7 separate regions of the Mus musculus genome follow, and regions 1, 2, 4, 5, 6 and 7 are each linked to region 3. Evidence: chromatin contacts called from public HiChIP or PLAC-seq, capture Hi-C and promoter capture Hi-C data. All regions are on one chromosome and are shown on one strand. Each heading gives the region's core, a stretch centred on a gene start, on an enhancer-like site or on the middle of the called end of the contact. The rest is flanking DNA. Distances are from core to core; before and after follow the strand shown.

Region 1 (3,062 bases), core at 48-2,547, 1.7 Mb before region 3:
GAGAGGCTGTCTGTGTCCTGTCCTGGTCAGAGGGAAAGGGAAGGAGGAAGATACCTGGAGATGTTGGAGTTGAAGCTTAAAATGTCAGAGTATGGTAGCATAACTTGTAATCCTAGCACTCTGGAAGCTGAGGCAGGAGGATGGCCAAGACTTTGAAGAAAGCCTGGACTACATAACAAGACCTCGTCTTAGAAAAATCCCAAGTAAACAACTAAAATGTCAGCTGGAAGGAGACACGGCCATAAAAGTAACATTCCTTTATCCCTACAGCAGCTGAGACCCAGCTGATGTCATAGAGTCTGGACAGCCTTTCCAAAGCCACTAAAAGGCCCAATCTGTCCCTGTCCTCACCAGTCAATATTTGGAAAGCATAGAGGGGTGGAAACAGGATAAAAATACTCGACTCTGGGGTGCCCATGCTCAGGCAGGCCGGAAGCTTCAGAGTGCACGGGTGCTTTGGGACCCAGGTGCAAAAAGGTAGGAACTACCCTGGCAGCCTTGGTGATTCCGCGGCTGCACTTAACCAAGAGCCAAGGAGTGGGGATGAGATCAGCTGTTCTCTTGGCTCCCCCTTTTGGAAGGTGAGTGGTCTCTGCCTTCCACCTCCGCAGGCCTGCAACCCTTTGGCACTCCCTGACAGTGCTGATATAGGGGAGTTTCCCCTGTCCCTCCCTCGGTCAGGGTCAGTCCCCGCCAGGCACCCTAAGCAAGGAACCCCTCTGCCTCGCTCGAGTTCCCGGGGATCTCTCTGAATCCCCACCGCACCATTCACCTGTTGGGGACGCTGGACTGGTAGGTAACAGCCTGGTACTTTTTACCTTCCTTCCCCACTGGGCCATTTTTGGGGTCTTAGAGATGCGAGTGTATGAAGAATGACACTCGTCGCAGGACCTTTGGGAACGTGTAAGGCGCACACATTCAGCACTAGAGGAAAGAAAGCATCAGGTTGTTTCTTCCGCAAGAGACCCCCAGTGCACTGCATCGGCTTCCCGCCAGACTCTGTGCAGAGGTGGAGCTGGGAAGTGGGGTGCCACTAAACGGACAACTGCAATTTGCAACACCCCCGGACACAACCACAAACACCCTCGAGCTCCTAGGACACAGAGAGGCGGCGACATGAAAGCAGTAGGTCCCCCAGCTTTGCAGACCGAGTTCGAGGCTCCCTGGCTCTAGCTTCAGTATGTGGACAGGAGGGTAGCATACTCGGTCCCCCGCCACCCTCGGCGGGGCGGGGCGGCGGCTGCTATTGCGGCCGGAAGGGGTGTGGGTGCAGGGCGGGTCCCGCGCCGCCCCGCCCAGAGGACGGAGCCCCGGGCACAGCATCCTGGCGCGGGCCCGGGCTGCCATAGCCACTGCCGTCGGGGAAGGTCCCAGCGTGGTCATGGCCTCCCGAGGGGCCCGCCCCGCCCCAAGCTCGCAGCACTCCACACAGTAGCCTTGAGGAGAAGCGACCTGGACGTCGCGGACGGCCGGGCAGGCAGCATGGAGGAGGCGCACCTGCTCTCCGCTGCCGACGTGCTGCGTCGCTTCTCGGTGACAGCCGAGGGCGGCTTGAGCCTGGAGCAGGTGACCGACGCGCGGGAGCGTTACGGCCCCAACGGTGAGCGTGGGTTCCTGCCCTGCAGTGGGGACCGGTTGTCCCCTCCTGACTCGGCAGGAAGCCGGGCTCAGTAAGCCTCTGCAAATGCGCGTGGGGCACCTGGTGGGGCCTCCCGGTCTCCTTCGGGGGAAGAGGAGGCAGGATTTGGCTCTCCACTCCCCATCTCGATGCACCCCTGCAATCCTTAGCCCATTTTATCCCAGAGCCTTACTGGATGCCCGCACCTGCTGTGCGATCTGCGGACACCCTGCAAGTGCAGACGCTTGAGGCCCTCTAGCCAGCGACTCCGAGGCCCAACCTATCAGGGGGTTCCGATGTCTCCCCGGAAGGTTCACTAAGGCGCCCAAGACGGTGCAGCCTGTCAGCTGTCAGCTTTGGTGCTCTTAACCCCAGTCCCAGGTCTTCCTCTTTCTGCAACCCCAAGCGGATGTGGCTGCCGGGAGTTGATGTGGGTTTGAACTGCTGAGGCAAAGACCCACCTTCTTGGAGGGGCAGGTCGGAGGTCTGGAGGAGTCTTTTCCCCAGCTGGTGATCTGGAATGGTGCCTGCCCCATCTCTGGGGACCGAGGTAGCCCACGTACTCTTTCAGTTTACTAGAGGCATGGCTTCCTCCCCTCTGTCAAGGAGCATGGGATTCTCCTTCCTGTCCAAAGTCTTGCCTGGCCAGTGCCAGTAGACCCCGTCTAGATGAGCCCCACACATTGTTAGGAGCGTGTAGTGTGGACATCAGAGGTTCCCTGCAATGTCCTCCTGTCACTCCTGGCTCAGGGCCACAGCACCTGTAAGCTTGAAGGAAAGGGGGGAGGGGGAGAGAGGGAGGGAGGGAGGGAGGAAGAGAGAGAGAGAGAGAGAGAGAGAGAGAGAGAGAGAGAGAGAGAGAGAGAGAGAGAGAGAGAGCCCAACCACTCCAAACTTCTATCTTTTTGGAGAGCCCCTCACCCTTGAGAGTTGCCAGGTACCAGAGGAACCATGCTCTGGCCTGGGTGTCCCTCTGCTCCAGGCAGTCTGGGAAGTAGGAAGAGCTGTCAGAAGGGATGCTTTGGGTTTGTATTGGTTTATGAAAACCACCTCTTATGTAAATATTATCTTTCTGGAGCAGAAATCCTTTTTCAAAAAAAATTAGTTGCTATATTTAGTTGAGCTGTGGGAGGAACTAGGAGATAAATATTATTTAATATCCCCCATTAATGACTTGGCAGTAAGGGTGCCCTTTTTCTGAAGAAAGACAGGGGTAGCAGGGTCCGTTTCAACCCTGAGGGAGGGGAAGGCGGGTCTGGGGTCTGCAGCCTACTTGATGTTACTGTGGTCCTTGGTTCCCATATGATGTTGGAGGCTCAGCCTTTAGTTCTGTCCCAGGTCACACTGAGCTTGTCCCTGGAGGGCTCTGGCCTAGTTCACTCTTTTTTCTGGCTCATGCCTTCATTGGTTCAGAAGAGATAACTGGGAGAGAGGGAGCCCCCAG
Region 2 (3,306 bases), core at 342-2,841, 1.8 Mb before region 3:
TCACAACCATGTTTACTAGTTACAGGGATTTGAAAACCTCTTCTGGCTTCGATGGGCACCAAGTACACAGGTAGTTCAGAGTTGTACAAGGAAGTAAAACACTCATACACATAAAATAAAAATTAAAAGCTATTAGGTTGGTAGTTCTCATATCTTGTTAAGGCTTTTAGTCAAATTACATTTTCCGATCCCCTCCGTTGTTAAGGGGTAACGGGAGCACAGCAGAATGGAGTTAATTTGATAAATGTTCTTAGGAAGGCTAATATACCAAATTTTGTCAGAAGTTTTGTTTCGTGTTGTTTTAGAGCCAGCCTGGCCACAAATTCCTGGCTCAATGGATCTTTGTAGCTCAAGAGATCCTCCTGTCTCAGCCACTCCAGTTAAAACACCACTTCTGGTTTATTGTAGGTATTTTAATACTACAAAAGATACTTGCTTTCCTGTGCTCTAACTTCATTCCCCGCTTGATTCTCATTTTTTTTTTTTAAAGAAAAGCAGACAAGTGCATCTACTAGAATTAAAAAAGACTCAAATATTATATTAGGGGAAACGGAGGCGGGCGGAGGAAAGGTTATTTCGGGTCAGTCTAAAGAGCCTGAAAGCACGGTAGCTCTAGAGACCAGGTAGACTTCTGAGTGTAACCACTACCTAACAAGACACATCTTTCTCCGAATCAGTCACACAGTGCAGCAGACAGAGTCGGAGGGTACATAACTAGCACAGTTGCGTCCAAGCTGCAAACCAGGACCGTGTCCTTCCCACCGCAGCAGTCTGAGGAATGTGGGATGACGAGGCGCGGAGGAATAAATTACTGGACGAACGCAAGCCGTGGCTACGAGCCCACGCAGGAGGAAAAGGTGTGAGAGCCTCGCCGATACCTGCGAAGCCGCTATAGTGCGCCCCAGGCTCGTAGTGCCTCCTGCCAGAGGACACGTCGTAGACGCGGCCGAGCAGTGCCAAGTACAGGCCCGGGTCCCCTGGGCCGCCGCGATAGCGGGCTAGCTCCTCGGGAAGGAAGAGGCGAATACCAGGGCGGGGACCCCACCAGTCCATCAACCACACGGCCATGACAGCCACCGCCGCCACGGCCAGGCTCAGCACCACACCAAGCCCGCATATCCTCAGCATCTATACAGCAACACACCAGACACGCTTCGGAGGTAGCCACCTCTTAAGCCACCACTAAGACAGCAGAGACGCCGGCCGTGACGTCGGCAGCGCGACACTGACAGACTTCACAGCAAAGTTGACTCTTTTGCCCCCGACTCTTTCTTCTTTTCTTGTCCAGCCTAGATTCTGAACGTGAAGCGTGGAGCAGAAAAGGGGAACAGTACAGAGAAAAAACAAACAAACAAACAAACAAACAAAAAGTCCTGGCTTACAGTTTATCCGCCCTCAACAAAGATGGCGGCAGAGGCGGCTAGACGGATACGTTAACGGGTGGGTTCCCGGGCTTCATTAAGCTGTCGTGAGCAAATGGAATCCGCTTGACGGCTCCGTTGCGACATCAGGCCTCGCTCGACAGCCAGGAAGCCGGAAGTCACTGCCGCCGCTGTGGTCTCCACCCCGTCCCCGCCCGCCAGGAGCTGTCGGAGGTTGACAGGTCGTGGCTGGGAGGCGGCGGCGGCGGCGACACCTCCGAGCACCCAAGACGGAGACCCCATGGGGAACGCTCCGAGTAACAGCAGCGAAGACGAAGCGGCGGCCGCAGGGGGTGAGGGCTGGAGCCCACATCAAGATTGGGCTGCCGACTCTGGCACGACCCCCGGCCCCGGCCCTGCGGCCGCGGTGCTGCCTTCCGCCGCTGCACTCCTGGAACCCGCTCGGCTGCGAGAGGCAGCGGCTGCGTTGCGGCCCGCACCTCCCTGCGAATCCCTGGTGTCGAGGCACCACGGCGCGCTCTTGCGCTGGCTGGAAGAGCGGCTGGGCCGCGGTGAAGAGTCCGTCACCCTGGAGCAGTTCCGGGAGTTGCTGGAGGCTCGCGGCGCTGGATGTTCGGGCGAGCAGTTCGAGGAGGTCAGGGCTGGCTGGCTGGCTGGCTGGCGACAGCGGTGCGGGAGCAGGGTGGTCGCCAATAAGGTCCTGAAGAGGTGGGCGGTTGCTTTGCGGAGGCCAGCCAGGAAGCCATAGGGTCCTCGGGTTCTTAGAATGGAAGTATGGCGTTGTCCGAACTCTTTCGGAGTGCATCACTACGGAATTTTGCTACGTCTCTCGCCTTTACTAGAGGTGTGGAAAGTCCAGGCTACATTAGCTTTGTTCCGAAGAGAGGAGCAAGCCAAAAAAAAGTCTCTGCATGTGGTAGGCAGACATTTGTGCAGTTGACAGGCTTAGTTGCTTGCTGGACCTTATCAGAGTAAGACAATTACGAGAAAGGATGTGCAAAGATCAAGGGAGTGGCCATGAAAACCATTCTGTTTTACTGGCCTGTGCAGGAATCTTGTAGAGAACCATCTGAGTCTAATGTGGAAGGAGGGTAACATTACACTGAAAAGACTCATTCTGCAAGCCGTTCATGACTATAAAATACTAGGTTTTGTTTGGTTGGTTGTTTTTTGTTTGTTTGTTTTTTTTTAACAAGTATACACTGGATTTTAAATCATTGAAGAACTTGTTCCAGGCTCATTTGAAACCTTATCAAACCTAAAGTTGATAGGGAAGCGTTAGTTTTCTTGTACTTATGAAATTTCTCCTCATATCTCTACTGAACATTTTGGTTTATGGTTTGGAAAAAACTGACCCAGAGTTAGCCTATAAATCATTTCACTAGCAAAGTTGAGAGTATCTCACAAACCTCTTGATTCCCACCCCATTCCCTTAGGTCCCTATTATCCTGCTCCCTGAAGTCTTATTAATTCCACAATGTTAGGACAAAAGGTTTTTAATGAGTAAGCCATGTAAAATTGTCAGTCATTGATTGGTTAGTGTGTAAAGCAAGAAACCCACAGTCACTTGTAACATAATTTAAAAGTTCTGTTTCCTCTAAATCAGAGGCTCTTGAAATATTTCGAGAATGTCGCCTGCAAATGATAAAAATGCCTACATAATATATTTTGTAAGTTTCCCTGTAAAAACTGCTTTAGTGCATTCTAACTCTCAAAAATACGGTGATACAAGACTGTAATACCAGACTTTGAAAGGCAATAGCAGGAGGATCAATTCAAGGCCATTATAAGCTACATAGTTTGAGTACAGCCTATGCTAGACTCACTTTGAGAAGGACTGTCTCAAAGGTCTAAAACATATATGCATTCACATTATAACCACACACAGTTAGTAAAAGGTCTTTATTAAAATAAAATTTCCAGG
Region 3 (3,273 bases), core at 630-3,129:
AATTGAGTGCATTAGTTAGTTTATCATAATCTGTATCCCCACAGGAGACCCTCACAGCTTAGGAATGCTGTCCTGTAAGGGCAGGAAGGAATTGAGAACAGGACCCACTGGCCTTCCCAACCAGAAATTACTTACGCATGCTGAAAACCAGCCTAGAGCAGAGCTACAAACTACAGATCATGTGAGGTTCGAACAAAACACAAGCACCTATTAAATACAAAGTGCCAGTCAAAACAGCTAAGACTTTCAATTCTGCCATGAGAAGCTAAAGTTTTTATTCATTGACACCCAAGTCCACTTAAGCCTAAGAGATTTACAAGAGAGCTGAGTGTGGTGGTGTATGCATGTAATGCCAGCACTCAGGAGGCTAAAACAGGAGGATCTGGAGCTTAAGGTCAGCCCAGGCTACAAAATGAGTTCAAGGCCAGTTAGGACTAAGTGACACCTTATTTAAAAGAAGAAGAGGAAGAGGAAGGAAGAAGAGAAAATAATCTTGAGATGGTAATGCACACCCTTATACTCAGAACTCAGGAAACAGGCATGAGGATCTCTGTGAATTCAAGGCCAGCCTGGTCTATGAAGCAATAGAGTTCCAGGCCAGCAAGAGCTACACACATAGTTTTTTTTTTGTTTGTTTGTTTTTTTTGGTTTTTCGAGACAGGGTTTCTCTGTATAGCCCTGGCTGTCCTGGAACTCACTCTGTAGACCAGGCTGGCCTTGAACTCAGAAATCCGCCTGCCTCTGCCTCCCGAGTGCTGGGATTAAAGGCGTGCGCCACCACGCCCGGCTAGCTACACACATAGTAACGCCTTGTTTAAAAGCAAAATTAAGGCCTTGTAGAAATTTGGCTCAACAAGAAAGTAAATATTTGGCTTGTAATGGAGTGAGGTATTCCAGACCAAACTTTAGGTCTGAGTCCTTAAAGACCACCTCTCCCTTCAGCATGATAAGGTAGGATTGGAAATGTGTTGCCTTTGGGAACTCCGAGCCTCCTGAACCCCTGTCATCAACCATCATGTGTACAGGTGTCTAGTGAGCCCCCACACTATAGTGAGCACTGTACAGGTATTAACTCATTTAATTCTCACAACAACCCAATGGTGCACTCCATACACCACCATCTCTCCAGAGAAGAGAAAGATGCTGATGGTGCCAGAACTCTAAGATGAGCAGAGTAACTCTAGAAATCTGTTTACAGAAGAAAGGAAAAGGAGGAGGAGGAGAAGAAGGAAGAGGAGGAGGAGAAGGAGGAGGAGGAGGAGGAGGAGGAGGAGGAGGAGGAGGAGGAGGAGGAGGAGGAGGAGGAGGAGGAAGAGACCCGGCTCAACACCAATAGTGCCTTATGCGCCTTATACTTTTTACGGACTTTGGAATTTATAAAAGATCTTTTCTTGATTCTGGGTACCATCATATAAGAGGTGAGGTGATTCACCCAAGGTCACAAAACTAGTGAGACATCTGGCACAGCTTTGCTGCTGCCTCTACCAGGAACACATTTTCAGACTATCCAGCAGCTCTCGAATACCCCAGCTCGTGGGTACCCCAGCAGGCAGCGGGCGCTGCCTCACTTAGAGAGGCGGAGCGGATCCTGGCCTGTGGGCCTGGGCGCTGTCCGCGGTGCTGATCGGTCGCCGCGTCCCTGCTCGCCTAGTCGTCTGTGGTGTCTCGGGCTCCCTCCTCAGCTCCCAGCCAGGGCCGGATCCGAGGATTCTGCTGCTCGCGGGGTGCGAAGGCCCGGATCCTGGGGCTCCCCGAGGTCCCAGGGTTCCCCTCCCCCGCCCCAGCCTCCCCTCCCCCCGCCCCGCCCACGGCCCCTCCCCGAGCGCCCCAGGTCCCTCCCTTCCCCCTTATCTCTCCCACCCCCCGCCCCCTCCAGCTCGTTCGCCAGTTCCGGTCACGTTGCTGGGTGTTTACGCCCGAAGCCTGCCCTAGGCCCCCCACCTCTGCGCCCCGGAGCCCCCCAGAGCCCTGGAGTCCGCACCCCACAGCCTCGCAGCAGTTGATGGCGCCGCAGCCGGGCCGCGCTCTGCGGATCCATGAGCGCAGCTAGCGCGGGAGAAGAGCTCTTCCAGAGACCCAGCGAGGCCCGGGCCGGGCCCGGCGGCTCTCTCGGGTCCGCAGGTGAGCAGGCCGGCGGTGGGTGTAGAGGGTGGGCGCTGGCTGGGTGATCAGGGTGATGAAGAGAGCCCCTGAGCTCCGGCTCCGCCTGGAGGGCTGCGCGGGGTCTGGCACCGCAGCGCGCGAGAGGCGGGCAGGACGCGGGCTGCTGGCAGAAGTTGTCCTCCGCCGCCAGACCCGAGCCCTTCCCGGCATTGGCAGGGGGTCCAAAGCAGTCCAGACCACCACTCGCACCGTTCTGCCTGCTCTTCGTATCCTGGCTGGTTCCTCTCTTCCCTATACCCTGTGGTATCCATAACCCTCAACCCTGCCCCCCACCCTGCAGACCCCCTAGTTCTGGGTGTCAAATTCGAGGCATAAACTACAGAGCATCAAGATTGAAAGGTGGGTCAAGTTTTTCCCGACACCCCACTCCCATGTACCTGAATCCTCAGCAATGCTGAGGTTGGGGTTGTGGGATCTTCAGTGGAGCGGGGAGCCAGAGTTGAGGGGTGTCTGGGAGGAGGGACTCTGTAGTGCGGAGGATCACAGGTCCTTAGAGAATGTCTCTGCTACCAGCCCCCACCTTGCAGACAGAGTCCCAGACACTTGTCAAAGGCCAGATCTTGGTTCCAGACTCGTCCTCAGGAGAGCCAAGGACTTAGAGGGGGTGGCAGAGTAATTATTTTTTAATACGTGTACTCACTTGCCCTGGTGATTCCCAGTAAGACTCAATTCATTCTCTCGGCTTCACTCTTGGCTGTGTGGTTTGTTTCTTGCAAGGAATTCCCAGAGTCCAAACTGCCCGCAAGAAGGCTCTAAAATGCAAAGGAGAAGTCAGATTTCAGGAGACAGAAACTGGGTGGAGTGTAGGAAGCTAGGGCATGGCTGTACAGGGAGAGAGTTTATCTGGAGAGCAAGAGGTAGAATCCAAAAAACAACAACAAAAAAGAGGTTTAGCCAGCAGATGTAAAGTGTGGCTGCCTTCTGAGGAGCTATGTGTTACAGGGTGAGTGCCTCAAAGTGTCTCCTAGGTGTCAGCACAGTTGTGCATGTCCGGCAAAGGGCTTTACCTCTCTGGGGTCCTGTTTCTTCATCTCTGGAGTGGATGTACTAGTAGGACCATCAGTGTACAGATGAGTTAGTGTGTATGGAGCTGAGGACGGTACTGAGAGT
Region 4 (3,383 bases), core at 716-3,215, 1.6 Mb before region 3:
AGTGGTTGAGAGCACATGCTGTTCTTACAGGGGAGCCAGATTCAGTTCCCAGCACCCACACAGTGGCTCACAACTCTCCGTAAGCACACACAGATGCACATATAGGCATACATGTAGGCAAAACAGTCACCCACATAAAATAAAGAGTTAGCATCGACCCTTCATTATTTTTCTCCATTCCAAAACCTGGAATGCATACGTGATAACTGGAGTTCCAGCCCCTATTCAGAATCACGAGGTCAAAGGCCATCTCCAGGGCTTCCTGGTGCAGGGAGTGGAGAGAGCCACATCTCAAAGGCTTTTGTGGAGCAGAGCCATCATACCAGCCCAGAACTGTTTTTCAAGATTTATATATATGTAAGATTTGTTGTTGTTGTTGCCTAGATCTTAATCTGATCCTCTCAGCCTTGCTTCAGTTGATCTGTTTGAGCCTTTCCATTAGAATTATGACTGGATCCTCAAGGACTCTCAAAACCATCTCTTCAATATTGGGGTATAGCTCAGTAGTAGCATCCTTGCTTAGAATGCAAGAAGCCCTGGATTCAATCTTCAAAACTGGGGGTGGGGGGAGGAGTCTCTGTAGCCCAGCTCTTTCCTGAACTCCAGCCCTATAGATCCAATCCTCCAGTTACTGGACCCAATTATTCATTTCAACAAATACATGCTGGGCATGCATCAGGAGGTCAGGCTGTGCTGGGCGAATTCATCTCGACCCTTGCTCTCAAGAGTTCTTAGTCCAGACAGGACTCAGGTGAAGAGGTGCTGAGATCTGGAAAGCACTGAGAAAGGGCTGCTGGGCATTCCAGGTATCCAGAAGGTCATGGGGAAGGCTTCCTAGCAGCAGAGGCATTGAACTAAGTGCCAAAAGACAAGTGGGGTTTAGGCAGGCAAGTGGTGAGGGGTGAGCTATGGAGGGCTTGAGGGGACTTAGTGGCAAGCAGTGGAAGATCCTAAGAGGCAGCTCTCTGGTGTTCCTAGTGCCTGTTCTGGTTGTCCCAGAAAGGTTAATGGGAAGTGATACTGGATTGGGGTGAGGGGTGGGGCTGCTGCACTAATCAAGTGGAGGTATACTGCATGACCGTGGTGGTCGAGTTCAGGGAGGGGCAGATGGTGGGGAGAGAGAGAGAGAGAGAGAGAGAGAGAGAGAGAGAGAGAGAGAGAGAGAGAGACTTTAGGGATCTTAAGAGGCAACATGGCAGATCCTTGTGCTACACCCGGTTGGGTCAGAAAACCTGCTACACAGGTAACTCCTGGTTTCTAACTCCTGGTTTCTAACTCCTGTTTAAGACAGAGACACAGGTGAGACCAGGTTGGAGATAGCAACATGGGTCTGAGTTTGAGGCAAGCAGTGATGTGGGGCATCTCCAATAGACTAATAATAGCAGGATTGAACCAGGAGTCTGTGAGGGCAGTCCCCAGGCATAACCACAGTCAAGGCCACTTGGTCCTGGAGGGCTCTTTTTCATTCCCTCAGCCCAGCCAGTCACCTCCTGCTCCTCTCCAAACCTGAGTGCCGCCCCACCCCAGCACTCTGACGAATCTCCCTCCTCCTTCCCTCCCCCAACCCCCCCGGAGAACACTCAACTCCAGGCCCTTCTCCCAGGGCCTCTACCTAGCCTCTCCTTGGTACGCACCGGGCCTCATCCCGAAGGAGGGATGCTCTTGCCTCTAGAGACTAGGACACCGGATTGAGGACTCGAAAAAAGCATCGTACGCTTCAGGCCAGGCTGAGGGGCCCACGACGTGGCCTGAGGGACATCGGGTTCCCCGAGCCTGCTTGTCTGCGGGCGCCGGGGGCGTGACGCGTCGGGGCCCATCCGCAGGGCCCCTCCCGAGCCACCTCCTCCCGATCCCGTCGAGACCCGCCCCCTCTACCCCTGGGCGGGAGGACCGGACTCTGATTGGACATCTCTGCGGGGCGCTGCGCGGCACAGCCAATGATCGTGGGCCGGCGCGGCGGCGGGCGGGGGGAGCGAGCGCAGCCTGGAGCTGCGGCGCCAGCGGGTTGAGCCGGGCGATCCTAGCCCGGCAAGGCGGGCAGGGCGGGGCGCGCACAGCGGGAGCGAGCCTGGTGCCCACCGCAGAGACTGTCGCCAGGTGCCTAGGTAGGGGTCAGCAGCCGGGACTTGGAGTTGGAAACTGGGGTGCGGACGGCTGAGCCGCCCTGTGCAGCCAACGGGCTGTAGAAGGGTGGTCTACAAGGCCGGGTCTACGTGGGCAGCCGGAATCTGGTGTGCAGAGATTCCCGCTGTGTCTGCAGGGCCAGGTCCTCGGGATGGTTCCCTGAGCCCGCATCTGTCTAAGCCAGCTATGCGGGTGCCCGACCACCTGCGTTTCTTCCGCAGCTGCTGTCTGTGGGACTGCATAGAAGCCCCGCGCGCGCGGTGCCTTGGGCCCGGCTCTGGGTGGAGGCCGTGTCTATTCGGAGTGGGCCTGGACGGGTGCACCCACGTGTGGATCTCAGCAGAGCGCTTCTCCCACAGCCCTCCCGTGAGTCTTCCGTGGAGAGCTGGGGGCGGGGTGATGAATGGGACGGATGCAGCGAGCGACTTCAGCTGCTGCGCAGTCGTCCCCTGACTGAGTGAGGGTGGCGGAGGCGGCGCTGTGGTTTCTGGGTCTGGTGGGTACAGGATTGGTGCTCCGAGGGTGCACACGTGCGCGGGGAGCTGTGTGTGGTGTTTGGAGGCGGGTGTGCGTGCGTCACGTGGACACAAGAGTGTGCCTGTGTACCTGAGGGGTGCGTTTCAGGATGGAGTGGTGTGTGAGCACCGGTCACGAGGACAAGGATTACATCTGTCAGGGAAGGGGTGTGTGTCTGTCTTGAGGGTGTTACAGAGTGAGCAGAGCTAGCTGTCACATGCCTTGGGTCCCAGGACTGTGTCCCAGTGAGCTCCTCTCTTTGTCTTGGCCAGGTTCAGGGTGTGAGAGAAGCGCACAGCTGTGTCCTTGAAAATCCCAGGGAAAAGGAAGAGGCTGGGTCTTCTGCGCATCTCTACCTCTTCCATCCAACATACGCTGTGGGTCAGACTGTTCTAGACCCTACTACCTGCTCCTTGGTCCCCCACGCCCAGTCCTCAGACCAGGACTGGGGCTTATTTTAAACCTTATCCAAGTGAATTGCTTCCCTGCTTAAAGACTCCTTTGGTGTTAGAGGCCTCTGGTTTCTGTTCACAAACCCTAAACCAAGCCTGTTGGGAAGCACTCTATTGCTATCACGTTGGGAAGGGATCTCTTTTAGACACAGGGTGAACTCCCATTTCTCCCTTGGGAATCCTGCTTAGTGGTCACAATGTCGCCTCCGCCAGGAAAACACCCCCGAGGCCAGTGTAAGTGGACCTTAGCTTCTCTCCTGATGCACACCTCCACTAAGGAACTTTCCACTG
Region 5 (3,244 bases), core at 193-2,692, 1.9 Mb before region 3:
AAGGCAAAGAGAAAACATGCTGCAAACAGATGTCAGATATGACAGCACTTTCCAACCAGTTAAGTTGTTTTAATGTTAGGAGCTTGAGTATTTTTAGGGGATAGAAGAGTCTGTTTATGCTCAAAGCTGGTTTATCTAGCCACCTGAAGATCTCAAAAACTCATTTGACACACCTATGAACCATCCTCAGCAAGGCAGTGAAGCTTTGAGCTCAGGCACTTCTATTGAAACTAACAAATATTGTTTCTTTAATCACATGTCGCTTATCCAGGGCCACTACTTTAACACTGCCCTGTTATTTCCTTCACTACTGTAGTCTGCTACAATCGGAACATCAGTTTTTAGTACATAATTATCCTTAATGTATTTAAGTGTCCTTCTCTTCCATTTTCTAAGTGTTTTTCAGCCAGGGTCGTCCCCTTTTCAAAATTTTAACCATTGCCCTTACATTTTTATAATCTGAACTCAATCCCTTCATTATTCCATTTCATTGCCCTCTAATGCTTTCTTTAACTGTGGCAGATCTTCCTAAAATCTTAACTGTTCTCTAAGTCACTACTTAACTGTTGATGCATTATTTCTATTCTCCTTTGTTGACCTGGAGGCTTCAGGTGTGCTAAGTACATATTCGTTACCCGGGCCAAGAAAAAGTATTTATGTCAAGTGTGGTGGCACTTGCCTTTAATCGCAGCACTCCAGGCAGAGGCACTAGGGTCTCTTATCAGTGTCAGGCCAGCCTGGTCTACATAGTAAGTTCCAGAACAGCCAGGATTATGTAGAGAAACCCTGTCTCAATTCCCCACTCTACCTACTCCACAGCCAAAAAAGGCATACTATCTAGGATTGTCAGCCCTCTATTTTGCTATTATAAAAATCATCTAATCATTCTCACATTCACAAAAGGTTTAAGCTCCTGGTTTACAATCTGAATTCCTTCTCCATGGCCTTGTCAACCGTTATTAGCTCCTAGTGTTATTTGGCTTTGCCACTTTGACCTCAGGGATCTCACAATTTTGCTTACATAAAATTGTATAGAGATTTGCAGTTTTTGCGACCCCTATATTTGTAACCAGTGTGTTTGCCTGTTTGATAACCCAAGTTGTCTGGTTTTAGCCATAAAAATTCCCAAAGCCCTGGAGAAATGCTATCATTTAAGTATTAGGACAGCGTCCCACGTGGTTACAAAGTAACTTAAAGATCCGCAGTCCCTGCCTCAGAATAGTCCATGTTTGCTCTACCCTGACGATCGCCTGGAGTACGAGATAGCCCAGTCCGCGCTTGTCAAACCTTCCAAAACGAAGTGGGACTCGGACCTCCCGCCTAGAGCAACTTCCCGCTCCACTTTCATTCACCCCTTGTCTGCTCTGGCTCCTCCCTTTGCCACGCCTCCATCCATTCTCGCGAGACTTGATGATTCCCTTGCGCCGGCATTTATCGCGAGGCTGTAGGCAGGGCCGGGCCCGACATGGCGGAAGGTAGGTTTTTTGTGGGGTGGCACGGGAAGACGCGAAGCAATAGGGGTACCACTGGCCGGGCACAGAAGCCCCTGGAAGGGTTGTCCGGCTGTGGTCGTACGGTGCATCACGTGTCTCGCGAGCCTTCCTATGTAGCGTTTCGGGGCTCCCCGGGCCGGGGTTCTCAGCGCCGTTCCTATGGCAACGCCCCTCCTGCAGTCTGTCTTCACTCGTCACCCCCCGCCCCCAACCCCGATCCCGGTAGTCTCAGAACGAGAAAGGGGTCGGGTCCTGGGAGCGAATGCACCCGCGGGACTCGAGAAAGCTGTAGAGGAGCTTCTTGTGCCAGCCATGCTGGAACGGGGAGGGAAGTGCCCCTCTCCTTAGGAAATCGAAACTGCTGTCATGGCAGGTCCTGCATCCGGAAGGGTGCATCTCTTGCCTGCGGAAGAGCTTGGGACTCTTCCTTGGAAGAGCCGGGACTGCAGCTGGACGACGGGCTTCTTGGGCGTGCGCTGTAATAGTCTTTAAGCTTTTTGGCAGCCCTAGCAAATGTGGGCACGCTCAGATTCTCTGAGGTTTACAAAGGGGCAAAAGGAGATGTTTCCTCAGTAAGGAAGTTGACCAAGGTCACACTGCTTGAAAGAGGTGTGCTAAAGCCAGGCTTCGGTTCCTTTACCTCCTGCTTTAGTCCTTCGTCTCTTTTTTAGTACTTTACGACATTGCAGGTAAAGGCATCCGGTTTCTCAGGTGCAGCCTCCCTTAAGGAATAATGTTAGGATCTTTGCTTGCCATAGCTTTACTGTATGAGTTGGGGTGAAAGCCCTGAGATAGTGAGTTACCTAGTAGTGATCAGACAATATTAGACCTGGCCGGTGTGCTTCTCCTGTGTACCCCATTGTTGGAGAAAAATACTTCTTGTTGGACTTTGTTGAGTGGCTGAAGATTTACTTGATCTAGACCTGGCCTATTTTGTTTTTGTCTTTTGTTTGTATTTTTTGGTAAGTGTTGATTAAACTCATCATTTCTTGATCTGAGATTTGGGTAGTGTGACAGTTTGTGTAGTCTTCTCAGATTTGAATTAGGTTTAAGAGTGACACGAAGTAGGCCTGCCAGGTGTGTTATTTGCCCTTTATAGTTAAGTGAACTGAGGCCAGATTCATGGCTGGGACTGGATTCTGTTTTCATTTTTACTTTTTCTATCTGTTAAACACCTTGGAGGTGGTGAACATTGTCCAACAGAGGAGGAGAAAGCGAAGTGACTGAAAGTGCTGGGTGTGGTGATGTATGCCTGCCTGCTTGTAGTTCCTTCATTCAGCACTTGGAAGGATCTGGAATTTAGGGTCATTCACAGCCTACCTGGAGTGCATGAAACCCTGTTCAAAAAATGAACTAGATGATTTTGCACACCACGGAATGTTGTGTACCTGTTGCTCAGCAGCGAGGTTTGGGAGGAAGGTTCAGGAAGGCACGATGTGAGATCGTGAGCAGTGTAGAGCCTTTAAGAAGGAATCTGCGTGTTGGGGAAATGCATGACCAAGTTTCAGGTCGTGGAGGAGGGAGTTTCTCAGTCCGTAGTTGTATTGAGAACTTAATTGTGTTTGTGCTCAGGTTCCAGTTGTGGGGAATTCATACAGGCCAAGGTTAGTACACTGCGTGTTTACTTTTGGTTGCCTTGAGGTGATTAGAAACATCTATCTAGCCAGAGGACAATACACCTTAAGGACAAACCAAACATTTTTCCAGGATTAATCGGATGGAGGGATGAGGTGATCGGGAGATGATAGTCT
Region 6 (3,452 bases), core at 432-2,931, 1.6 Mb before region 3:
AGGCCTGTGTGGCTAAGTAATTAACTGCTTTTGTTTCTCCTACCTCCTACTCCACAGGCCTAGAAAGATAGTGTAATGGTGGGGTTCATGACTGTCACCCACAGCTGGCTATCCCAAACACAAACAGTTCTATAAAACACACACTAGGGAGCCAGGCATGGTGGTACATGCCTATAAGCCCATCACGCAGGAGGCAGAGGTAGGAGGATTAGGAGTTTAAGATCATTCTCAGCTACAAAGCAAGTAGTGGGCCAGCCAGTGCTACATAGCAAGACTCTGTCTCAAAACAAGAGGGCTGGGGTAAAGCTCACTGGTAAAGGGCTTTGTTAGCATGCTCAAGTCTCTGGGTTGCATTGTTAATACAGCAAAAGAAAAACGGAAGGAAAGAAAGGAAGGGGAACAGGAGAAAAGAAAATACAATCCATTGTTTTAACCCAATTTTGTACTTTGCATTGCAATCAATTGATGGTACCATTCTAAGGAATTCCATCTTGTTTGTCCCATGGTACAGACCCATTTCAAGAAAAGCTTGGATGTACAGTATCACCTCTTTTGGATCTTACAGCCGCACATAACTAGCTCATTCGGTCCTTATATTCTTCTGTGGAGGTGTGTCACTGTTCTATGTTCTGATGAAGGAACTGAGGTTCCGTGCCATGCCCAAAGTGACCTAGTGTATCTGAGTCTTGTGATTTTTTTTTCTGTTTTAGAATGATTTGCCTTTCTCTGAAAAGATTTTTAGGGGCTCAGATATATGGTCTTACCTATTCCTGGTTCAGATTGGGAGATAGGTCTAGAAAGGGCTAACTAAATATGACACAGGAGGAGACACAAAATCAGGACTCATGACAGACAAGAAGTCCCTTCTTCAAGTCTGAACAAGCCTTTCCTCTTTCCCAGCCAGACTCTTACTAGGAACATTTGCAGGAAATCTTGCTTGTGAGTCTCTGATGAGTAGAGCTCCCAGAAGTGACAAAATGGGTCTAAGCTCTGGTTCTGCCCTTTGGGTAGGTCACTGTGATCTTGAAGCACCCCTCTTCCCCTTTTAAGATAGGATCTTCTGTAGTTTAGGCTGGCCTCAAACTAGCAATTGCCCCTTGGTGTAATTGGGGGATAACCTTCAGCCCCTAGTCCTCCTGCCTCTATCTCCCAAGTGCTGGGAATACAATCGTGTACCATCCCTTTCCAGTTTAAATGTAGGCAGGGTTTTACCTTGGATCCCTGGATGGCCTGGAACTTAGAGATGTGCCTGCCTCTGACTCCTGACTGCTGGGATTATAGGCATGTAACCCCTACACTGGGCCCTAGTTTAAAATTTTGACCACATAATATGGCTCAATTACTGGAAGACTTGACAGAGCCAAAGCTTACTACGGAAATAACTTTGTAAACGCTCAGATTGCCTAGATGATAGATCGCGGTAACCGCTCAGCAGTTCTTAGAAGTATAGTCCTCAAAGTGCAGGTATTTTGGAACCTCAGACGACGCTCCACCTCCATCACTGCTTCGTCCCGCCCCCTACCCCGCGAAGTCCCGCCCCAAGCCGGCCCCAGGTTCCTAGGTCACCAAGGGGGCGCCAGAGATAAGGACAGCTTTCTGGTAGAAACAGACGACGCTCTAGGTGATAGCGGTGCTCCTCTGTGGTCATCGGCGACGGCGCTCTAGGCGGCGGGAGTGAGGGGCGGGCTTTCGGTGGTGCGGCCGGCTGGCAGCTATGGCGGCCGTCCGCGGCCTGCGAGTGTCTGTGAAGGCGGAGGCCCCCGCTGGGCCGGCTTTGGGGCTTCCGTCGCCCGAGGTGGAGTCCGGTTTGGAGCGTGGCGAGCCGGAGCCCATGGAAGTGGAAGAAGGCGAGCTGGAAATCGTGCCGGTGCGGCGCTCCCTAAAGGAACTGCTCCCGGTACGGGCGAGAGGGGCGGGGGCTGAGGAGGTCGCCGGGCGGGTGTCCCTGGAGAGTCAGGGAAGGTGGCGGACGGCGGCACTGGCGCAAGTCCGGGAACGCGGGAAAGGGGCGCGAGCGCCGAAAGGCGGGGGCCGCGCATGACCCGGAGAGCGCCAGAGAGAAAGGACGCCGGGGCGCCCGGAAATGGGTGCAGAGAGCGCTGGAGAGGCGGGGGATCTCGGAGAGAGTTGGGGACACCCCTCTCGCTGCCCCTCGGTGGCCCCGAACGGAATCAGCTGTGTTTGGTTGGAGATAAAAAGGAGCCGCGGGCGGGAACAGAACCTGAATCAGCCCTCAAAGAAAGTGTTAGGTGCCGCCGGCATCCAGGTCTCCTGGTGGGTCCTCCTTCCCCGGCCGAGTTGGTGTCACTTAAACCAGCTCTCTTCGCTTGGGAGGGCTAGACCTGTCAAACAGCAGACACTCGTGTGTTGGTATTGTGGATGAGGGTCCTCACGTCCCCGCACCTTCACTGCGTCTACTCTCGGTGGTCCCAGCTTCTGACACACAGTGACATTTGATCTTTCTTTAACCACAGTGGGTCTGAGGAGTGTTTTGCCTGTGGTTTGGTAGTCACATGCCCCTTCTTAAAGCTGGTCTGAGGCCTGGATAGCTCGGTTTTCACATACAACGTGAACTCCCTGCGCCCCCTCCTTTAATTACATGATAGCAGCTTGGTTTTACATTTGAAGTTATGAGTGAAGGCTAAGGTAGTGATGACAAATGACAATACCTTTGGTGACAACATCTATAGGTTATAGTGGATAGTGTATAGGTCAGGTGTTATCCATTCAGTCAGTTTAACATGTTTATATCACACACCTCTCTGTGTGCTGGTGTAATCCTAGGTGCTTAAGAGCGAACTCCCTCTTGGTGTTGCCCTAGTAGGGGAGACAAGTAAATAGTTCCCTTTTGTATTAAGTGCTACAAAAACAAACACACACACACACACACACACACACACACACACACACACACACCCTGTTAATAGGATAAAAAGCACAGTGGCCAGGAGGGATGTGAAGCAGTTGGTGTGTGTTGGGATGCACAGGAAAGTCCCTTGAGATAGTTAGATTCAACTTGAACCCCAAATGACAAAAAGGGGCCGACCATGTCAGTTGGAAGGGAGTAATTCCTAGCGGGGAGGACAGCAAGCTCAGAAGTCTTAGAGATGGAAACAGGATTGTTTTGTTGGAGAAATGTTGGATTGTCTTAAGCACGAGAACAGAAGTCAGAAAGACAGGTATTGTGGAGGAAAGCAAGGCCTGGAGATTGAATGCAGAGTCCAGGGTATCAGCTGCAGTCCTGAGACTTTAGTTCTGTTTTTATCCCCTCCTTTCTTCATTGTATTAGCCTGTATTTTTCCCAGAGATCCAGGACCTGAAGCATTCTCCTGGAGGCATTTGCGCCACCTAGTGGCCTTTCGTGGGAAATGTGTCCAGTCTGGTTTGGGGAGTTATGTGACTATCTCATTTTTGACATTTTTTTCACAAAAGACTTTAGATTTTCATTTATA
Region 7 (3,213 bases), core at 284-2,783, 1.6 Mb before region 3:
TCAATTGGAGCAGGTCCCTCTCTAGAATATGGCGTAAGCATCGTCGGGGCGGGCACAGAGATGGCTCAGTCTTAGCACCCACCCATTCCTATCACACACAATTCATTTCTGGGCCTACTGCTGTAACAGCTGCACGTGAAGTCAGCTGGGAGAGGGACATGCCCTTTTGTTTGGGGTCAGGGTAAGGTCACAGAGCCTGCTGAAGCTCTGACTCCTTAGGAAAAAAAAAGCGAAGGATGTGGTTCCCACCACCCTGGCTCAGTGGCGTCAGACAGTTGAGAGAGTTCCTACTGGAATGTCAGTGTGTGTGTGTGTGTGTGTGTGTGTGTGTGTGTGTGTTTTCTATTCAAGAGGTTGGGGCTGGTCCTGGGTGCTGGGAGGGGACATGCAGAAAGCAGCCCAGTTTGCATAAGGGTTCGGTGCCAGGCCCAGGGGCCATTCGCTCCCTGTTAGTAGCTCATGAGGAAGAAGATTCCTTATCAGCACTCAGCGTGGGTCGGCTTGGCCGGGGGTGCAGAGCAGTGAAGGTTACCAAGGAGACCTGTGCTTCAGGCTGGTTCTTCTAGTAGGCCAGGGTGAGAATGCTTCCCTCTGACCCTAGGTGCACAGTGTGAGCCAGCCTGATCAGGTTCTTGGGACCCTATGCTCAGGGTCTGCTTTACTATTGAGGAAGGCAAGGGTTGTATTGGACCTGAACCCTAATTCAACAGTGTATTTTAGTTCTCTGTCCTGGAGGTTTCTGGGACCGTCCCCCAAGGGCTTCTTCACTCTGGGGAAAGTGTTATGTTGTCCCACTTTACAAGAAGCAGACTTAGAAAAGCCAGACAATGCCCCCAAGCCCTCAACAAGTGACACAACTGCCTAATATCAGGCTTTCCAAGCTGGGTCTCAGAACTCCCTAGGGATAGGTGACCCTAGTCTCGTCTAGATGTCTACCTCCCTGTCTGTTCTGGTGGTAAGGATGGGATGGGAGTGGTGTCAGGAGTACAGTCAAGCAGGTCAGACAGAGGGAGAGCAAGGTTGCAGATAGAGATGCCAGCCTGAGGCTGAAGTTAATGGGTATAGACCAAGCTTGGACTTGAAGGGACTGACGAAGAGGGAGTGTCCAAGGGTAGCTCTAGGCTACAGGACTTGACATCAGTTCTGTTCATCTTCCTGCAGGTCCCCAGGACTGAACTGTCTACTCTGAGACTGTGGGGGTGGGGATGGAGGTAGAGTGTTGAGGGATTGTCCTGGCGAGACCCTTCAGTTCTGTCCTGTCAGGTTCCTGGAGTGGGGGTAGCCAGTAGCTTTATCTCTGGCCCTGTGGCTGGTGGCCATGGTGGTTTCCGGAGAGCAGCTCCTGTTTCCGGAGGCCCAGCAGGGCCCAGGCGGAGCCTTGAGGGGTAGTGGGGCTGGGCCTGGGTGGCCTCACTGGCTCCGCCTCTGTCTATCTTTGGGAATTTATTTCACGGGGCACCACTGGCCGGTACTCCACTGCCTGCCAGCAGTCAAAAGCTGCTCTGATCACCCTGGGTTTTTCCCTCCTAACCCAGATCCCACCAACGAACCTCCAACTCTGGCCCCACTTGGCCTGCTCTGTTCTTAAGGGGCTGGGAAGCCTCCAGCCACTCCACTGCTCTCTCTGTAGACACAGATGCTAGCCTGCCCTTGACCACAGAGGCCGTGCGGGGGGCTTGTCTCTGAGCCCCTTCTGGCCCACCATGGCTCGGCGGCTGCAGGATGAGCTGTCAGCCTTCTTCTTTGAGTATGACACTCCCCGGATGGTGCTGGTACGAAACAAGAAGGTGGGAGTCATTTTCCGTCTGATCCAGTTGGTGGTTCTGGTCTACGTCATTGGGTGAGTCTAAGTCCCCCTCCCAACACCTTTGGGCACCAGTCTTCTACATGTGCCAATCCTCAGAGCTCTGGGGTACCCTTCATCTCTCCAAGCACTGGAAAGCTCTCCTGGTGAGCCTCCATGCCTTAAGAAGGAATAGGCCCTGTTAACCTACTGTCAAGATGGAGACACCAATGCAGGATAGGACACGCTACTCTGGGTGCATGGTGACCAAGGGGCAACACCATTGTGGGTCCTGAGGACATTGTAAAAGGCCCCTTCTAGTGAGTGAGTGGCACGCCCTGCAAGAGCCCTTTTCACCTCCAACTTTCCTCATGCAACTGAAACAAAGCAATGCCTCATTTTACTCGCCAGAACATAGGCTCTGTTCCCGTCTCTCCAGTCAGAACAAAGGACAACCTGGGAAATCCAGGTCCCTGGGGGACTAAAAGACAATTGGATTCTGAACACTTAGCATCTTGATGGAGACACAGAGCAGGAAGTAGTCTCCATTCCCAAGTGTGACATCTCCTTCCCTGGCACAGGGTCAGAGCAGCACAGGTCTCCTTCAGCTATCTGGCTAGCCTGGGAACCATGCAAAGGCTAGCAGGCCAGGCAGGATCTTGTGTTTGCATGTGTGTTGTGTGGGCTAACATGGTATTCTATGACTGCCCATGTCCTATATATTTAGCCATGTACCGGTGGTTTTATATACCTGGTTGGCTACGCAAGCTTACAGCTGTGTCTCTGTCTGCCCTGGGTCTGAGGTAGCTGGGTACCAGAAGTGTCACATGTCAGGAGCATCATGCTTACTTACAGTCACACTAAAAAGAGCCTCTAGAGGCTATGAGATCAGTAAAAGGGTTGGGTCCTAATGGGAGCCTGAGAACGCCCAGTACCCCTGCCTGCCTGTGTTGTGTGGTTCTGAGGGCTCTGCAAATCCCCATTTGGGGGGACTGGGACTAAGAGCCCAAAGAGTTACTCATGTGGTACTAGCCTCTTGGGAGTATCTAGTTCCTAGAGTAGCCTTTCTTCTGCTCACTGATGCCCTAAGATTCAGAGCTAGTCAGGTGCAGCCAAAGCCAGGATCCTTCAGCTGCATTTCAGGCTATGTCTTGGTCACAAATCAAGTTGGTCAAGCTTAAGAGGAAGACTAAGGCCCATAGAGGAGCCCTGGAATTTCTAGGTCACTAGGCAAATCAACCCTGAACCTTTGCTCTGTCTCCTCATTTCCCACTCCCTACAAAGTTTCCAGGAAACTTTCTGATGGGTACCAGTAGCCTCCTGCTGAGCACAAGAGGGGCGTAAACGTCCACCATTAATTATTTGCTAGTTCCTCAGGAAGGAGAAGTCACTACTCAAGCCCAGCCTGTTTCTCACTTGGGGAGATCAAA

What was found. Promoter capture Hi-C pulls out the DNA fragments that hold promoters and counts their contacts. HiChIP or PLAC-seq counts read pairs in DNA pulled down with a chosen protein or histone mark. Capture Hi-C pulls out chosen DNA fragments and counts their contacts.
Region 1: a contact with region 3 is called in a promoter capture Hi-C map of second pharyngeal arch cranial neural crest. The contact joins the promoter of Atp2a3 here to the promoter of Ccdc92b in region 3. A contact is called at or near these places in 11 of 39 promoter capture datasets (the 3T3-L1 cell line, cranial neural crest, embryonic stem cells and 6 more), 1 of 115 datasets of contacts at active chromatin or transcription factors (stem cell-derived neural progenitor cells) and 1 of 9 other capture datasets (embryonic stem cells).
Region 2: a contact with region 3 is called in a capture Hi-C map of embryonic stem cells, with 6 times the contacts expected there. The contact joins the promoter of Zzef1 here to the promoter of Ccdc92b in region 3. A contact is called at or near these places in 5 of 39 promoter capture datasets (cranial neural crest, embryonic stem cells, hippocampal neurons and 2 more), 1 of 115 datasets of contacts at active chromatin or transcription factors (astrocytes) and 1 of 9 other capture datasets (embryonic stem cells).
Region 4: an H3K4me3 HiChIP or PLAC-seq map of embryonic stem cells shows a contact between it and region 3, with 10 read pairs. The contact joins the promoter of Camkk1 here to the promoter of Ccdc92b in region 3. A contact is called at or near these places in 6 of 39 promoter capture datasets (cranial neural crest, embryonic stem cells, frontonasal cranial neural crest and 3 more), 5 of 115 datasets of contacts at active chromatin or transcription factors (SST interneurons, embryonic midbrain, embryonic stem cells and 2 more) and 1 of 9 other capture datasets (embryonic stem cells).
Region 5: a promoter capture Hi-C map of hippocampal neurons shows a contact between it and region 3, with 6 times the contacts expected there. The contact joins the promoter of Ankfy1 here to the promoter of Ccdc92b in region 3. A contact is called at or near these places in 3 of 39 promoter capture datasets (cranial neural crest, hippocampal neurons and stem cell-derived epiblast-like cells) and 1 of 115 datasets of contacts at active chromatin or transcription factors (embryonic stem cells).
Region 6: a promoter capture Hi-C map of stem cell-derived epiblast-like cells shows a contact between it and region 3, with 5 times the contacts expected there. The contact joins the promoter of Ncbp3 here to the promoter of Ccdc92b in region 3. A contact is called at or near these places in 12 of 39 promoter capture datasets (3T3-L1-derived adipocytes, cranial neural crest, embryonic stem cells and 6 more), 6 of 115 datasets of contacts at active chromatin or transcription factors (SST interneurons, astrocytes, embryonic forebrain and 2 more) and 1 of 9 other capture datasets (embryonic stem cells).
Region 7: a contact with region 3 is called in a promoter capture Hi-C map of stem cell-derived epiblast-like cells, with 8 times the contacts expected there. The contact joins the promoter of P2rx1 here to the promoter of Ccdc92b in region 3. A contact is called at or near these places in 7 of 39 promoter capture datasets (the 3T3-L1 cell line, cranial neural crest, frontonasal cranial neural crest and 4 more).

Annotation. Positions count from the first base shown.
Region 1 is chr11:72,959,872-72,962,933 of GRCm38.p6, forward strand. It overlaps Atp2a3 (ATPase, Ca++ transporting, ubiquitous), which reads left to right and starts at 1,298. Exons shown (of 22, transcript NM_016745.3): 1 at 1,298-1,600. The coding sequence starts at 1,483.
Region 2 is chr11:72,794,635-72,797,940 of GRCm38.p6, forward strand. It overlaps Zzef1 (zinc finger, ZZ-type with EF hand domain 1), which reads left to right and starts at 1,592. Exons shown (of 55, transcript NM_001045536.2): 1 at 1,592-2,016. The coding sequence starts at 1,663. Cyb5d2 (cytochrome b5 domain containing 2) reads right to left here and starts at 1,205. Exons shown (of 4, transcript NM_001024926.3): 1 at 879-1,205. The coding sequence starts at 1,128.
Region 3 is chr11:74,617,726-74,620,998 of GRCm38.p6, forward strand. Ccdc92b (coiled-coil domain containing 92B) reads left to right here and starts at 1,880. Exons shown (of 4, transcript NM_001013784.1): 1 at 1,880-2,121. The coding sequence starts at 2,037. Gm50590 (a long non-coding RNA gene) reads right to left here and starts at 3,134. Exons shown (of 3, transcript XR_001780261.2): 1 at 2,804-3,134; 2 at 2,541-2,683.
Region 4 is chr11:73,017,023-73,020,405 of GRCm38.p6, forward strand. It overlaps Camkk1 (calcium/calmodulin-dependent protein kinase kinase 1, alpha), which reads left to right and starts at 1,966. Exons shown (of 16, transcript NM_018883.3): 1 at 1,966-2,105. It overlaps 4732414G09Rik (RIKEN cDNA 4732414G09 gene), which reads right to left and starts at 1,819. Exons shown (of 3, transcript NR_152202.1): 1 at 1,635-1,819.
Region 5 is chr11:72,688,560-72,691,803 of GRCm38.p6, forward strand. Ankfy1 (ankyrin repeat and FYVE domain containing 1) reads left to right here and starts at 1,443. Exons shown (of 25, transcript NM_009671.5): 1 at 1,443-1,475. The coding sequence starts at 1,466.
Region 6 is chr11:73,046,186-73,049,637 of GRCm38.p6, forward strand. Ncbp3 (nuclear cap binding subunit 3) reads left to right here and starts at 1,682. Exons shown (of 13, transcript NM_025818.3): 1 at 1,682-1,897. The coding sequence starts at 1,715.
Region 7 is chr11:72,997,612-73,000,824 of GRCm38.p6, forward strand. P2rx1 (purinergic receptor P2X, ligand-gated ion channel, 1) reads left to right here and starts at 1,534. Exons shown (of 12, transcript NM_008771.3): 1 at 1,534-1,840. The coding sequence starts at 1,704.